Regions from separate parts of the Mus musculus genome. Here all the other regions are linked to region 1. Evidence: chromatin contacts called from public Hi-C and HiChIP or PLAC-seq data. All regions are on one chromosome and are shown on one strand. Each heading gives the region's core, a stretch centred on a gene start, on an enhancer-like site or on the middle of the called end of the contact. The rest is flanking DNA. Distances are from core to core; before and after follow the strand shown.

Region 1 (3,805 bases), core at 654-3,153:
AAGCACTTGCCTAAGATATACAAAGCCCTAGGTTGAATCTTCAGCAGTGGAAAAAATTATTTTTCTTCCTGTTTGTCTAAACATAGAGCTTTTTAAACAGATTGATCAGGGATATAGAAAAAAAATCTTACGCTGTTCATCTTTATGGAGTTTCATGGTGTTGAAAGACAAAAATTAATCTTTGCATCGTGGCCCACATCTGGAACCCCAGTGACGGGGCGTTGGAAACATAGACAGTTCCCTGGAGCTAAAGAGATGAGCACTAAGTTCAGTCAGAGTCTATGTCTCAAAAACTAAGGTGAAGAGCACTTAAGGAAGATGCCGATGCTAATCTCTGGGCTTTACAAGCATACCTGCATATACACACATCAACACATACATACATACATACATACATACACATACACATGCACACACACATACACATGCACATGCACACACACACACACACATACATACACACATCAACACACACATGCATACACACACACATATATACATACATACACACATCAACACACACACACACACGTTTTTTATTCTCCTGATATAACTGTCATCCTGGAGGCTTACTGCCTTTTGTTTCTTAACCTAGGCCTAGTCCCCAAAGCTTCTAGCCTCCGGACAACCTAATCTAAACCTAGAATGTTCTCAACCTCTGAGACTTACTGCTGAGTAAGCTCACCCTTTTTAGTTCTTTCTGAGCTCTGCTGGCTGGTTCAACTTAGCTGTCCTGGCTCAAAACTGCTTTCCGAGCTGAAAGGAAAACGCCGAAGAATCTCCACTATTGACAAGATTGTTTATTCAATAGGTCAACGGGTGAATAGCACTGATAAAGGGTGGACAGCCACCAGAAACCACAGTGGCTGGCTGGCTAGTCAAATAAGTGGCTGATCCACTTATAACTGCTTTCAGCTTACAAAAACACTTAGTCTGATTTCTAGGGAAGCAACTAAAAGATAAATAGAAAAGTCTCTTGAGAAACAAACCTCGAGGTATGAACCCAAGTGATACTATGCAGTCCACGCAAACGTAGGTAATCAGAAACACCAAGATCGCTTAGGCAGGCACCATGGGAACCAAAACAAATGGGGGAGGGGGCAAAGACTCCCACTGACGTCACACAAGAGGCTGCGTGTTAAACCCGCTACTCCAAACAGAATAAAAGGAAGCACAGGCGGGTAAAAGTCCCCGCACCAATGACAGGCCCTGCAACACTCACTGCAGAACTTAAGTTTGTTCCAGCGTTGTTCCATAGTGAAAAGCGTGCTTGGCCCACACTAGGCTCTCAACATTACAGGTGTGCAATGTAATGAATGACTTAAGGATGGAGAGCATCGGCTTTTGGAAAGGTAGATGTGCATTGCTTTCTTTGCTCCCATCACCTCCTGGAGTTTTTTTTCCCCCCAACTGGAATAGACATTAATAAATCAAAGCAGGTGGAGTCCTGGCACTCAGCTGAACTGCAAATTCTTTTGCACAAGTCGTAGAGCCTTCTCCTGCCTGCCTCTCACCGTGACCAGGGACCAGATTCTGGGACAACTGCAATCTACGGTTTCCGGAGCTACTTGCTCCTCCTGAGGTCCCAACCCAGGGATGCAGCGCACGGCCAGAGTCAGAATCCCCGGGCCAGCATTCCTCCTCCACGCTTCCCACTTCAGTCTCCCGCAGACCCGCCCCCTCGTCGGTCTCCACAGCCCGCGGCCTCACCCGTCGTGAGTGGCTGGCGATGGCTTGCGGTGCCATATCTTGCCGCTCTCCTTGTTGCCCAGGTCAGTGCTCTGCATGTCGAACCCCGACCCCTACCCCGACTCCGATCCGCGGCTGACCCGGTGAGGGTAACCGTCCCGAGAGCTACCCAGCAGTCCCCGCGCGCCCAACCCGGGAAATTCGAGCGGCCGCCGCGGGGTCTCCGCCCCCAAGGACTGTGCCAATCACGCGGGGGACGCCCCTTCTAGTTACAACCAATCAGGACGGGGATCCGCCCACCTCCGCTCTTGTGGTCCCTCCACTCTGGACAATGGAAACAACCAACGGCTTCTCTCTAGACTCCACCCCTTTTCTGAGGCTTCTAATTCTGCGACCCAAAGGCTTCAGGGAGTTGTAGTTTTCTGAAAACCAAGTCTGGGACTTCAATTCTCTGACACCTATAGGCTCAAACAGACACCAAAAGTGTTTTTCTCCTGAGAGCTTGCTGCCTCCTGCATTTCGTTCTCTATTGCGTTTAGAATAAGAGATTTATAGAAATAACAAAGATGCAAAAGACAAGTTCGTTGAGAAATGGAGGAGTTCCTTTCCTAGAACTTACAGGCACGGCAGAACTCCACAGACCTAAATGAATTCCGCTTTGTTTGGTTTGTTTTTGTTTATTTTTTGCCATACTCATCACGCTTTAATTGCGTAAATTTACAAGATGCTCCCACATTATGGTTTGCAACCCACTCCTCATAATCTAGAAAAGTAAAAAAACGTCAAGAACCAGCTGCACTGGCATCGGAAATCTTTTTCACTTAGCAAAATTCACTCAGTGTTTCTTTAGTGCTTACTACGTGTGGCTGTCCCGCGTGCTTAACAGGCCAACGCACTTAATTCACAGAGAAGCAATTTAGATAATACTTTTAACTCCACTTCAGTGATGTATGAAGTTGCAAGTCGATTTCTAATGAAATCGGTCCACGTTTGGCGTATAAAACAGAAATAATGCCAGGTAGTAGTGGCACACGTCTTCAATCCCAGTACTTGGGAGGCAGAAGCAGGCAGATCTTATGAGGTCAGGCTAGCCTGGTCTACAGAACTAGTTCCAGGATTGCCAGAGTTACACAAAGAAACCCTGTTTCGAAAAACCAAAAACCAAATGAAAAGACCAGAAATGTATTCTCTCAACATTCCGTGTCAACAGAGTCTGGCAACAAAGATTTTCTTCTTTGTCTGGGATAGCCACCTTTTGTTTGTTGCAAATATCTCTTTACTTTTCTCATATATGAAAATAAATGAAAAATCTTAAAGTAAAAATTAAATGAGGTTTTCAAAAGAGAGTGTAAATATTTTTAAGGGAACACGACTTGAGTTCACCACACTGCTAGGAAAGGACCTTTCTCTCCTGATCGGTTTTGAGCTGTAGTCATCTGATGTGTGTATGACTCCTGAGACTTAAGGTGTGTATCCAGACATAGTCAGGCTCTGCCAAAGACTTATCCGATGTGTATGTATGTCTTTCCTTCTTGTTGTTAATGAGGCATGTAATGGTACTTGGTTTATTTATTTATTTATTTGTAATGACACTTGTAACATAGCCTCTGCCCTTTGTCAGCTTCAGTAAGCTTCTTACAACTGCTCCCTCATTAACATAGATCAGCCGCACTTCTGACCCACACCTGCTTCTGTCTCCTGTTCCCTTTGGGGCACTCATGCAAGGCTATTTGAGTCGGTATCTCACAAGGTTCTCTCTAAGTCTCAGAGCTTGACTTGCCATTTACTATGGACAGTTACAGTTGGATTTAGGGTTCACAAGAATAGTCCAGAATGATATTCTTAGATGAAACTCAACTTAAAAAAAAAGATTTATTTATTATTATATGTAAGTACACTGTAGCTGTCTTTTAGACACACCAGAAGAGGGCATCAGATCTCATTACGGATGGTTATGAGCCACCTTGTGGTTGTTGGGATTTGAACTCGGGACTTTTGGAAGAGTAGTTAGTGCTCTTAGCTGCTGAGCCATCTCACCAGCCGGAAACTCCTTAACTTACATCTTCAAAGATTGGTGCATGTGCGCACGTGTGTGTGCGTGTCTGTCTGTCTGTCT
Region 2 (3,805 bases), core at 420-2,919, 340 kb after region 1:
CTATCATGCTGCCTTCTCCTTTCTCACTGCTAGTGTTGTTTGCTTCCTGCCCATTCTCCATCCCCCATCATTTCTAGCCAGGAGACTTAAGCTTTTGCCCTGCATCTGGACCCCCAAATTTCCACACGCCAATGTCATTATCCAAGGGATACTTTATGCTCTGTATTAATAGAAAAAGAGTCATTACCACTTGGCATTATGGACACAAGACAAGTCCTTGCTTTTACCTGCTGATTAACATGTTGGGGAAGGAACTGGATCCCATTGGAGGGAAGAGCCTGGAAGTAACTAGGGTCTGGATGTGGACTCAGGGCCCTATTCAGGTGGAGTTTAGAAGCAAGTGAACCTTTAGGGCCAATAGTTACAACAATGAAACAAAGAAACATGCACTTGATCACTGAGAGAAAAACGAAGGCCACATTCTTAGCTCTAAAATAAACCATTTATGATACCTGGAGTAATTTATACTTATTTATTGAAGGTTCTGAATCTTTCAATACAGTGAGAAATCATTCGATGATCTATTAGTGATGTCTGTTACTATTAGTGATGTTGGATATAAGTACAGGGCCAGTGCTCTGTGTGCTGGGTTTGATGCTCTTTTCCCAATCTACCATTCTAAAGGTTATCTCCCTTTCGCCCTCTGTACTTTCTACTTTCTCTCTTTTCTCCTCAAATTGGTGCTATAATTTAAAGAAAAGAGGAAATAAATGCATCTGCTTCTACATACATAACCCTGGTGCACAGAGCTACTGTAGACTTGTAGTGCAGAGTCTGCTGTGGCTCCAGAGCTCTGGCTTAAGGTCCGTTGGGGGCCACGTGTCAGCCATGATCCACTTCCAGCTCTTCCCTGGACACTCCCATTTTTTCCTGTTGTTTGCTTCGTTTCTCCCTATCCCCTTGGTTGGTGTCGTGCACATTTTTGAAGATCCTGGCGGCCCACCTTCCCCACAAAGCCCCTACCCCACCCCCCTTAGCTGGACGCATTTTGAGTAACAAAAATAGTGATTTTTTTTTAAAAATTCCTTTCTTGGCTTTTAGAATTGCTCATTTGAATATAGCCAAAGAAGGCTTTTGGGTAAGTCTGTGCTTAAGAGTGAGGAAGTGAGATTCACCTAGTCTATTCTAGCAAAGATGGGAATACATTTAAACATCGATACTTATTTTGTTCTCCGGGGGTTGTCACCCTCCTGTGTGCATCTCTTATAACCTTTCTGGCCACTTTTGTTTCTGTTTGGTTGGGCAGTAATCCCACTGGCTCCAGAGTTTCTGCAGTAAGTTAGTTTAGTTTATGCAAGTGCATATAACAGTACCTAGTGCAGAGTATGTGCTCATTGAATATTGCTTATTGTTTTAAGGTGGTTATAATCTTTGCATCATCAGGATAGTAGCATTTCTCTTCCTTGACTCCATGCCCAGACTACTGCCTCAGGGGAGGCCTGCATCTGCTGTTCAATAAAATGGACTGAGAAGTGAGCCTTCTGACTCTTGGTCTGATTCTCGGCATATGAAATGAGGATTGGTCATGGCTTTGTTCAGTCCGAGAACATTCACTCTTTTCCCATCTGCTTGCAGGAATTTGAACTCAACCGGCATAGCTCACATTTCCCAGCCCTGGCTGGGGGAAGAGCTTGACTCTTAACAGTTTTGACAGGGCCAGCTCATCATGACTCAGAAACAGGCTTCTCTGGCAGAGTGAGTGATATAACTTTGCTGAAAGGCAAGAGAAAGCCCGAACAGCTGCAGCCTGGGTCCTCCCAGTGTTCGTGTCTTGGCCTGTTCCAGCATGTGCCAGATGCTCAATAACTGAAGACTATGTTGAAGAAATAGAGTTGTCCAGGAATTTGCTCCTGGGAGACAGCATGTTAGCATGCCAGGTCCTTGGTTACTAATACTATATAAATATAGAGCCCAAACTTGTACATGGAAGCCTCCATCTGATCGGGGGTGTGCTCCATACACTTTTTACATTTATGCTTTTGGATTCCTTGCTTCTCTTTTGACTTTTCAAATTGCTGGACAAGATAGAGTCCTGGACTTACCATTCTCTCTGACCATTTGGGATCCATCTTGTAAAACCACATATTAGCTTTTCTCATCTTCCACCCTGGCATTCAGGGCTTCAGTTTGTATCCTCTGATCCCCAGTCATCTTTTTGAACTCCCAAAACTTTGAGGTACTCTTGATTTAGTCATCTTCCCTTCAGCAGCTTTAAAACTGGGCTGTTATGTTTCCCTGTCTCCCTCCCTCCCTGCAAAGCGAGCTGCGGGCACCTAGGATCTGTGTCATTTGCTCAGGTTGTAACTGAAGGCCTGCTCCAAAAGATATGCAGCATGTGGATGAATGAAAAAAATGAGCTGATGATCGAGTGAATGTGAAATCAAGGATAGGCGGCCATTTCTGTTGATCTCAAATTTAATGAGCTTACTCAAGCATGAGAGGGGGAGGAGGTTTCAAACACTGCTATCCAGTAGCCCTTTACTGAGAGTGGAATTATCTCTATGTTTGGAACAGATAAAGCTGTTCTTTACCGGTGATGAGGACAGAGTATCTGTGTCACTCTGCCCTTCTTCCTTTTGGGGATGTTGAGGCTCCTCCGCAGAATTTGAGAACTATTGTCCTTAAAAAGACAGTACCATTCTGAAAAGAATTGAGAAGGCAGATAATGGCATAGCTGGGTCTCAATTCCCTTGCTGTGGGCAGCTGGTAGCCTTTGTTGCATATGTACACTGGGCTAATTGGCCTATTGTCTTGTTACAGCAAGCTTTCATCACCAAGGTGATTATATGTGGTACACACACGCTCCGTTTTATTTTGGAGAGGAGGCGATGGAAGCTTAGAGAGTTAGGTAACTTAGCAAAGGTCCTGTGACTATGGAGTCAATCCTTGGGTTACCAGCTGAGCCCAGAGCAGTTGCACAGAACCCAGCAATAGAAGTCTGCTAATAGGAGTAGCTGCCATCCACAGTGGGTTGTGATGCTGCCTGCACTAAGACTGTCCCAGGTGTTAATAGTTAATGGTTGATTCAACCTTCATAACACCCTAGAGACTAGGACTATGGCATCTGTACCATCTTGGTTCTATGTCATCCTTCGTAGGATAACCAAACCACTTGCTGTCAATAAGAGGGTCAAATAAGGAAATCAACCAACCAACCAACCAACCAACCACCACCAACAAACCCAAAAAACAACAACCCCCCCAAAACCCCAAAACATCACTACCACCACCACAACAACAACAACGAACCTGGTCTAATGTTTCTCTTTTTAAAAGTTACTTAGGGCTAATGATCATGTGTAAACTGGGCTTCCTCAGCAGGATAAAATAAGTGGAGCAATTGTTTTGGAACAGAAGGTGGACTGCTCCCTGTCAAGCTGAGTATATCAAAGGGCCTATCCCTGTGTCATAGAAATTGCCTATGAACATTTATCTAGATCAATGGTTCTCAACCTTCCTAATGCTGTGATCCTTCAATACAGATCCTCAGGTGCTGGTGATGCCCAACCATAACATTACTTCATTGGTACTTTGTAACTGTAGTTTTGCTACAATTAGGAATCCTAATGTGCAGATATGAAGTGTCTGGATATCTGTGGTAAAGTTACATCACCTTTCTGGGCCTCATTTTCTCCCTGGGGATGGCTGTTGAGTAGATGAGGCTAGACCATAACTCTAACAAAGTTACCTGATGTCACTGATCTAGCTTCCAAGACAAGAATGACTAATGACTAAAGCGAGAGAAATGGTGCCAAACAGAACATGACTGGGTGGAGAAACTTCTCAGACTTCTTTACAGAGCCTT
Region 3 (3,805 bases), core at 801-3,300, 320 kb after region 1:
TGGTCTCTAGAGGAGTCTGTTCAAAGGGGATGGGAGAAGATCAGGTGTGGGTGGTGTGGATTCATCAGAGGTTGCAAAGAGAATATCTGTCTCTACGACAATGGGAATCATGAGGAACCATGACAATCCATCATGTAACGATGGTGGGATTAACTCTGGATGGCTGTCATCAGCCTAACGAGTATGGCTCAGCATTCACCATGAAACTGCTCAGTATGTGGCTTACAGGGTTGAGATGTGAACTGGGCCAAGATCCTGGTAGGTATCTCACTGACGGTATTTATAGGTGGGCCTTGGGGGATGTCTTCTTGTATGTTAGATGGGGCATCAGAGCTGTGTCTAGATGAGAATCATTTGTGTGTGGGACTCCTCCTTGGTGGGAAGAGAAAGCCTTGTCATTGCTGAAGGTCCGGGTAGATAGTTCTCATGGTTCCTGTGTGTCATTAAAGTGTTCTGTTTGGAGCAGTGTATAGTCTGAGGCCATATCAATGTCAGAAGTGAAGTCCTACCTCAAGCTTTCTGATTTTGATGTCAGCTCCACTACTCTGAAGGAAGTGAGATGGCCTTTACACCTTAATGTAGGAAAGAAAAATGGCTGAAGGAAACTAGAGAAGAAAGGAGTTGACGGCTTGCTAGGTATACTAGTGATTTTTGTTTAGTCACCTTATAGGAGAATGACTCTTGTCTAAGCTTCCTAGTAGGCACAGAGAAATTCAGCCACATTGTCGTTCCTGAACAATTGGGGTGAAACAGTGGAGGGTGGTGGCATCACTCCGTCACGTGTTCTGGCAGAATGCTTGGTGCTTGACAATCTAAGAACAGAGGAAGAGAGGTACGGGGCCCAGTAACTCCCAGCTGACCCTTAGACTGTAATGAATTTAACGGTGCTCTCCAATGTCTAAGCTCTAAGCCCCTAATCCTGTGACATTATGTGGGATCAGGGGCTGTATGGGTGTAAATGAACATTTGTTTCTAAAGGAAATCAACACGAGTTTAGGCATGGCCTGTAGCCAATGGGCGAGATTTTTATAATAGAAGCAGGACCAAAAGGTTGGTGGCTCAGAAGCCAGGGAGACGACTCTGTGAAGAGGGTGCAGGCTCTGGAATGATGCTGTGCCAAGCCTGCCAAGCCAGGAGCTTTCCCAAGGCGGAAGAGGCAAGAAAGGAATATTCTCCAGGGCCTAGAAGGCAGTGCAGTGCTGCTGATACTGCTGACTTTTGGCTTCCAGAATAGTGAGAGAACACAACTTTGTTATTTTAAGCCACAGTTTTTGATAACTTGTTATGACAGCCTAGGAGTTTAATTCCGTGGAGGAGGTCTGGAGCCTGCACTAGCTGCTGGATTAGCAGGGACCTGGATGAAGACAGGCTTTGGCTGGGTGCCAGCTTGTTTCCCACAAATGATAGGAAGGGTCTCTCTGGGTTCCAGGACTGTACGGATGCATCTGTCTCTCAGGAAAGATTCTCCTTGCCCCTTGGGAGGTCACGCATCTGAGGTCTTGTCACCAGCCACCAGTAGATGAAAGCTGTCCTCTTACCTTGGCAGGAGAAACCCAGAGAGACTGGGCACTTAGCTTCTAGCAACACAGCTTGAAGGAGGGTTCCATTAAACTGGAAAAACAAGAGAGGCTTTAGTTAGTAAGTTCCTGCTCATTCCTGCTATCTGGAGGAACAAGGGTTCCGAAAAATTTTAGATCAGATATATAAGACAAGAGTGACCTTTTGGTTATAATTTATCCCACTTCATCATCTTAGCACCCTTCACGTGGCAGTGAGATGCAAAAGGCATTTTGTTTGGAGCCATGCTACGGTTTCCAGCCTGTGAAGAAAGCATCGTCAGGTGCCAAGGATGTCCTGTGTGTGATTAATTGCTAGGCTGTGCCAGCTTGCCAGGGTGAAAGGGAAGATGCAGACTGGCAGTGTCAGGTGGACTGGGACTTAGGTAAATTACATAACTGTCCTTTGCATTCTAATCTGTTCAGCTCCCACCTGCTATTCTGCTGAAGGGACAAGTGAGATCCACGGTTCAGGATGCTGCAGTGTGCAAAATGCTAATTGGGTTCTGTAGACAGTAAAGTGGCACAGAGGGTGTGCCTCTCCGGAGGAGAAAGGAGGGGAGGGGGCCTCTCAGACTTGGAGGTAGGAAGAGTCTAGCTGACTGAGCGGGGGGGGGGGGCGCCCTCCCCCCCCCCCCCAAGTGCACATTTCTCCTCCTGGTCCTCTTTACTGATTTCTATTATGGCCTTTCTCAGTGAGCAGTGGGAGGACCCCCACAACAGTGGTGTGTGTGTGTGTGTGTGTGTGTGTGTGTGTGTGTGTGTGAGACGGCCATAACAAAGAGGATCAAGGGTTCGTCTATACCGGAAAATGCTATTTTAACAAGTGCTTCCGTCTCTGGAGAAGTACCATTCAGAGTCTCCAGTTAGACACTGGAGATTGGTCCGTGCACAGAGACTCTGAGCTTGACACTCAGCAGATGTTCAGAAGGCTTTGTTAATTGAATTCAGTCTGTGTTATATCCAGCTTGTGGCAGATCTGGGTCTCCAGATCACTGAACTTTGCCTCCCCTCCCCCGCCCCTGGTTTCATGTTGCTGCTAGACTGACTAACCATAGCCTCCAGGAAGGCTGCTTTGGCACTCTTGGAAGTTCTATGTTGCTATGATACAGTCTTGCAAAGAGCAGACTGCTCAGAAGTGAGGCCAAGCACTGTTTAAGTTGGGTGAGTAAAAGGGATGCTGCTTCATGGATCACCGTTGTTAGGTGACCATAATATTCATAACGGAGATGCCTTAATAACGCTTTGTATACACGTATTGTACACAAATTTTAACTTTTAGTGGCTTATGTAGCCTATTGGTATTTGACTATGAAATCATTTTCTCTTTTAATTCACATTTCTGTCTGTCTATAAGTTGCCTATATGAAGAGGGTAAACAGGTAAATATGCCTGTATATATTATTTATCAATATGCCTATATATCTATTCGCTAATAATTTATCATCTGTATATGTATCTATCTGCCTGTGTCCATCACTATATTGACTAAGAACTTGAGCAGAATTTTAAAGTATCTCTTCAGAGTATGTAAAACTCTTGCAATAACCCAGATGTGGGATGGAAGCCATAATCCTAAACACTTGTTATGAGAACTTGTAACTCTCATGTTAGTTATTTTAGAGTTTGCATTTCCCCAATTTATTTGCAGTGTTGTTTTGAAACTCATTACCTGTTCATAATATTGTATCTAGTTTAGTCCATAGGCACAGAGAGCTTAACCTTGTTAGGTCATTGTCTTTACATGGTTCAAGGTGAAAGCTTGAGGTTCTGGAGTTAGATAGAAAAGGCTATTTGGACTGGATGGACCCAACTCACTGTTGACGTCAGGATAGTAGACCCAGAGCAGACAGAGCAGCACATGCCTCCCACGTGGTGTCTCGGTTATGTTTGTAAAGGTCTACAGAGAAAATGCCATAGCATCACATAAAGAAACAAGGAAGAAAAGGGAGTCTGCAGTAGAAACCAGTAGTAAGCTTAGCACACAGTAGGCTGTTGTGTGCATTTTCTAGGGAGATGAGAACAAATGTCTCTTCAGTCCAGTAGGGCACAGGTGACAGACCAAAGACCTGAGATCACCCAGGCTTAGATTAGTGAACCAGTGTATTCATTGAGGTTACATGTAAAAGCATAGGTGACTCAAAGGCAGCGCCATCATGGAAAAGCCTATACTAGCTGGGAGATGACTCATGAGAGCTGCGTCCCTGGTCCTTCACATACAACTTGCAACTTTCAGGTGGTGCAGTGCT
Region 4 (3,805 bases), core at 822-3,321, 300 kb after region 1:
GATACAATTCCTCACCTTGTATAAATCTCCACCACAGGGAACAAGATTAAAAGGAAAACAATTATGCAGTAGTCATTTTCATCCAGGGTAACACAGACCCTTAGATTTATTTCGGGAAAAATAGGCGATGCTGCCCTGTCTCTTGCTTGTACATTGTGCAGGCTTCTAAGCTTTGCCTGTTATTTTGTCTTAGCACATACACTGAGTTATGCTGTCAAGAGAGTGGCTTTCCTTGCACATACGACATAAGCTAACTGTCTGGACACAAAGAGTTAAGTAAATTGCGCTAATCTCAGTTTTTGGAACAGACAGGGACTCTCTCTTCTTTGCTGCTTCTCCATATCCAGATGGTACCCTGTGCCCTGAGCACACCTGCCTGTGGCCCAGAGACAGCTGGAGGCCAAGTGCATAGATCAGGTCTCAAGAAAGATGGGAGAGAGCCAAGAGAGGGTAGCAGCCATCAGAGGGGGTGGGGCCGTTGTCAATGGTCTTGACCGCTGACGCTCACCCCTGGACTGGTGCCTGGCCAGGCAATGGCTTTAAAAGTGTGTTGAGTGGCTGCAGCGTGGCCTCTTAGTCCTTAGTTGTCATGGAGCTGAGGGATATAAAAAAAAAAAAAAGACAAAACAGATTTGGATAGTCTTCAGGAATGTCCAGCTGGTATACCTCTTGACTGAGATGCTTCTAGTGGTAATATCTACTTGTAATTCAATGTTAATTTTTTAAAAGACCTATTTATTTTATATATGTGAGTAGACTGTCACTGTCTTCAGACACACCAGAAACATCAGATCCTATTATAGATAATTATGAGCCACCATCTAGTTGCTGGGAATTGAACTCTGGACCTCTGGAAGAGCAGTCAGTGCTCTTAGCCACTGAGACATCTCTCCAGCCCTCAATATTCTTTTTAATATCATCCATCCTCTTAGGTCATGTACAGTTTGTTTCTGCTTCTTCTTTCCTATGCATACTTCAGCCACTGCCTAATACTGGACCAACCCCAGGTCTTCATAACTTACTCAAAGTGACACCATCAATGCCTAGAATGTCACAAAGTAACTACACAGTAGCCTTCTATTTTAGTGAAATCTACTTCATCTGCCATTGGAAGAGTCACCCACACTTTGTTAGAAGTTTCCTTATGTCTGAGATACCACTTGATACTTATTTTACTTCTAAATATAACTACCCCTTTTCTACCCTTTCCAAGATCCTTTGTGTTCTATCCTCCAATCACTGGATGGCCATCCCACAATCCCTCTGTCAGGAGTGCTGCACTTTAGAACTTGAAGCACAGTAGGATCCAGTCCGGCCATCAAATACTCCCTCTGGCTTCTGTTATTTTACGTGTATTACTGCTATGTGTATGGGTGTTTTGTCAGGATGTAACCATGTGTGTGTGTCTTGGTTATTGTGGAGGCCAGAAGAGGACTTTGGATCCCCTGGAACTGGAGTTCCAGATAGTTGTGACCCTCATGTGAGTGGTAGAAATTGAACTCAGGTCGTCTTACTGAACTCAGCTCAGTAAGAGTGCTCTTAAGCACTGAGCCACCTCTCTAGCTCTCTAGCTCCGGCAATTAACTTTTAAGCTAAAGCTGTCAGAGATCATGTTTTCTGAGCAGAAATCCTGTTTGCAAATTAAATCAAGAGGGAAACACAGAATAGAAAGATGGTTACAGTTTGAATATGGAATGCCCCCAGCAGGCTCATGTATCAGGGCTTGGCTGCCAGTTAATGAGTCCTGGCTCAGTGCTCAGCCAGATAGAAAGTGCTCCTCCCCTAGCTGGCCACAGTCAGACTGCAAGCATCCTGTGTCAGCCAAGCGGAGCACATCTACACTTGGATTTAGCCTTCTGCCTCCTTTGTCATCTCTGGCTTCAGCTGCAGGTTCAGGCTTCTGGTCACAGTCTCAACGGGCTTTTGTAACCAGGCCTCTGATGCACTTGGAGACTCATTTCCTGTAGTTGAATGCTCTGATCAGCCTGAATTGATGCCGCTGTCTCCTTCTTGCACTCGCTGGCTTTTGCTCACGTTGATCCTTTATGTGGAACCACAGTTCACACCCTTCTCCTGGCATCCTCCGCCTTTTGTTCTTCAGCTTTTATCTAAGGTGTGTCTTCCCCCGCCTACAGTGGATGGCTATAGCGTTGCTTCCAGCAGACGTGCCGGGTCTTGTGAGTGCTCTACCTTCGGCCATGCCTCTGTGGATCAAGTCTGAAAGTTCCTGTCTGCCTTTCCCAGCTAAGTTCTAGGGACAGGATCTAATTCTGCCCCCAAGGAATAGTATGGGAAACATGCAGAAGGATTCTTAAGGAAGCTTTTCTCCATGACAGCAAAGGAGTGGTCCTTTTTGTTTCTGTAGTGGAATGTAGCTCCACAAGGATGTGATGTTTGGTCCTTCAGCAGCTTGTGTGCCTCAAGAGGAGAAGGTCAAGGGGGAAACACACACCACACACACACACGAAAGAGAGAGAGAGAGAGAGAGAGAGAGAGAGAGAGAGAGAGAGAGAGAGAGAGACTCTTCCTAAGTATAGAAACCTGGGTCGTTTCCAGATTTCTAGGCACTGAAGTTAAAGTAACCCCTCCTTGATGCTTATCTTGCATTTGGACAAGGTATTCTGTCTTATGCAGGTGAAATATTGTAAATAACTCAGCACATCTTGTTCATGTTGCCTAACTGTTTTTCCCCCTTTTATTGTTTGTAAGTTATTTATGGATAGAGGTTGCTTTTTTAAAAAACTTTTATTCTTCTATTATATATTATTACATCATCCCAACAGCAGCTTCTCCTCTTCCCACTCCTCCCAGTCACTTTCTCTTTCCCACAGATCAACTACTCTTCAGTTTCCATTAAGGGGGACAAAAAGAGGAGACCTTTCAGGGATAACCACTGAATAGGACATAGCAAGATACAGCAAGATTAGGCACAAACCTTCATATCAAGGCTGGACAAGGCAACCCTGCAGGAGGAAAAGGGTCCCTAGTGCAGGCAACAGAGTCAGAGATAGCCCCTGTTCACGCTGTTGGGAGTCCCACAAGAACACTAAGCTACACAACCACAGCATATATGCAAAGGGCCTAGGTCAAAACCATACTGGGTCCATGAGTTTGCTCCTTTAGTCTATGTGAGTCCCTATGAACCCTGGTTAGTTGATTCTGTGGGCCTTGTTCTTGGCCATGGTGTCCTCAACCCCTTTCATTCCTAAAATCCTTCCTCTTTTTCTGCGGGATTCTCCTGGCTCCGCCAATGTTTGACTGTGGGTCATGCAGACTACTTCTGTTCCCATCACTTGCTGGATAACTTCCTTCTGATGACAACTGGGCTAGGCACTGTTCTAGGAGCATAGCAAAGAATCATTATTAGGACTCATCATTTCGTTGACTTCTTTTTGCCAGTCATATTTGGTTCTATTCTATGTCTCCAGGCTGTTCTGACTCTGGATCCTGGCTCTCCAGGCAGTGTTAGGCAAGGGCTCCTTCTCCGCAGTGTTTGCAGTAGGGTCAGAATTCATCACGCAACCTTTCATATTAATTTTCCCACTAAGAGCTACCTACAGTCAAGGCTAGGCCTCCAATATCTGCCCCATTTAGGAGATAGACTTGAGGGTTATGGAGTGGGGAACTGCACATGGGTCTTGATAAGAAGCCTCCTGGTAGGGGAACAAATGTTCTATCATAGTAACATGGTTAATCAGAGATTACCCTACAAAGCCTAATGTACATGTCAGATCACATTATGGTATATTGGTTAAGGAAGGAAAGGAAATGATGGCATGCTTGTAGACCTCCCCTATCCTGCAGA

Evidence for each region. A called contact is a pair of places that touch in the nucleus more often than the background predicts. HiChIP or PLAC-seq counts read pairs in DNA pulled down with a chosen protein or histone mark.
Region 2: a contact with region 1 is called in a Hi-C map of muscle stem cells, with 2.0 times the contacts expected there. The contact joins the enhancer-like site here to the promoter of Tbc1d31 in region 1. A contact is called at or near these places in 1 of 39 promoter capture datasets (cranial neural crest), 1 of 484 Hi-C or Micro-C datasets (muscle stem cells), 3 of 115 datasets of contacts at active chromatin or transcription factors (embryonic limb bud, embryonic stem cells and forebrain) and 1 of 9 other capture datasets (adipose tissue).
Region 3: a contact with region 1 is called in an H3K4me3 HiChIP or PLAC-seq map of neural progenitor cells, with 17 read pairs. The contact joins the enhancer-like site here to the promoter of Tbc1d31 in region 1. A contact is called at or near these places in 13 of 39 promoter capture datasets (the 3T3-L1 cell line, 3T3-L1-derived adipocytes, the C10 cell line and 9 more), 6 of 484 Hi-C or Micro-C datasets (B cells, embryonic fibroblasts, myeloid progenitors and 3 more), 15 of 115 datasets of contacts at active chromatin or transcription factors (the NIH/3T3 cell line, embryonic basal ganglia, embryonic forebrain and 8 more) and 3 of 9 other capture datasets (adipose tissue, embryonic stem cells and liver).
Region 4: an H3K4me3 HiChIP or PLAC-seq map of neural progenitor cells shows a contact between it and region 1, with 16 read pairs. The contact joins the enhancer-like site here to the promoter of Tbc1d31 in region 1. A contact is called at or near these places in 14 of 39 promoter capture datasets (the 3T3-L1 cell line, 3T3-L1-derived adipocytes, the C10 cell line and 9 more), 1 of 15 datasets of contacts at CTCF or cohesin (the NIH/3T3 cell line), 6 of 484 Hi-C or Micro-C datasets (B cells, embryonic fibroblasts, muscle stem cells and 3 more), 18 of 115 datasets of contacts at active chromatin or transcription factors (the SCID.adh cell line, T-cell acute lymphoblastic leukemia, acute myeloid leukemia and 10 more) and 3 of 9 other capture datasets (adipose tissue, liver and pancreatic islet).

The regions. Positions count from the first base shown.
Region 1 is chr15:57,910,297-57,914,101 of GRCm38.p6, reverse strand. It overlaps Tbc1d31 (TBC1 domain family, member 31), which reads right to left and starts at 1,903. Exons shown (of 21, transcript NM_001081396.2): 1 at 1,711-1,903. The coding sequence starts at 1,787.
Region 2 is chr15:57,566,060-57,569,864 of GRCm38.p6, reverse strand. No RefSeq gene overlaps it. Among named protein-coding and RNA genes, the nearest start is that of Gm35771, 11 kb to the left of the region's middle. Within about 2 kb of position 1,669, at least 53 of the 459 cell types and tissues checked have an H3K27ac peak or open chromatin away from gene starts, as enhancers often do. A contact at or near this core is called in muscle stem cells, where this site is marked.
Region 3 is chr15:57,588,351-57,592,155 of GRCm38.p6, reverse strand. All of the region lies in intron 3 of Gm35682 (a long non-coding RNA gene), which reads left to right. Gm35771 (a long non-coding RNA gene) reads right to left here. Exons shown (of 5, transcript XR_384110.4): 2 at 3,375-3,456; 3 at 1,539-1,611; 4 at 664-812. Among named protein-coding and RNA genes, the nearest start is that of Gm35771, 11 kb to the right of the region's middle. Within about 2 kb of position 2,050, at least 46 of the 459 cell types and tissues checked have an H3K27ac peak or open chromatin away from gene starts, as enhancers often do. A contact at or near this core is called in embryonic limb bud, forebrain, neural progenitor cells and 1 more, where this site is marked.
Region 4 is chr15:57,615,282-57,619,086 of GRCm38.p6, reverse strand. The region is part of intron 1 of Gm35682 (a long non-coding RNA gene); the gene reads left to right. Among named protein-coding and RNA genes, the nearest start is that of Gm35771, 38 kb to the right of the region's middle. Within about 2 kb of position 2,071, at least 22 of the 459 cell types and tissues checked have an H3K27ac peak or open chromatin away from gene starts, as enhancers often do. A contact at or near this core is called in neural progenitor cells, where this site is marked.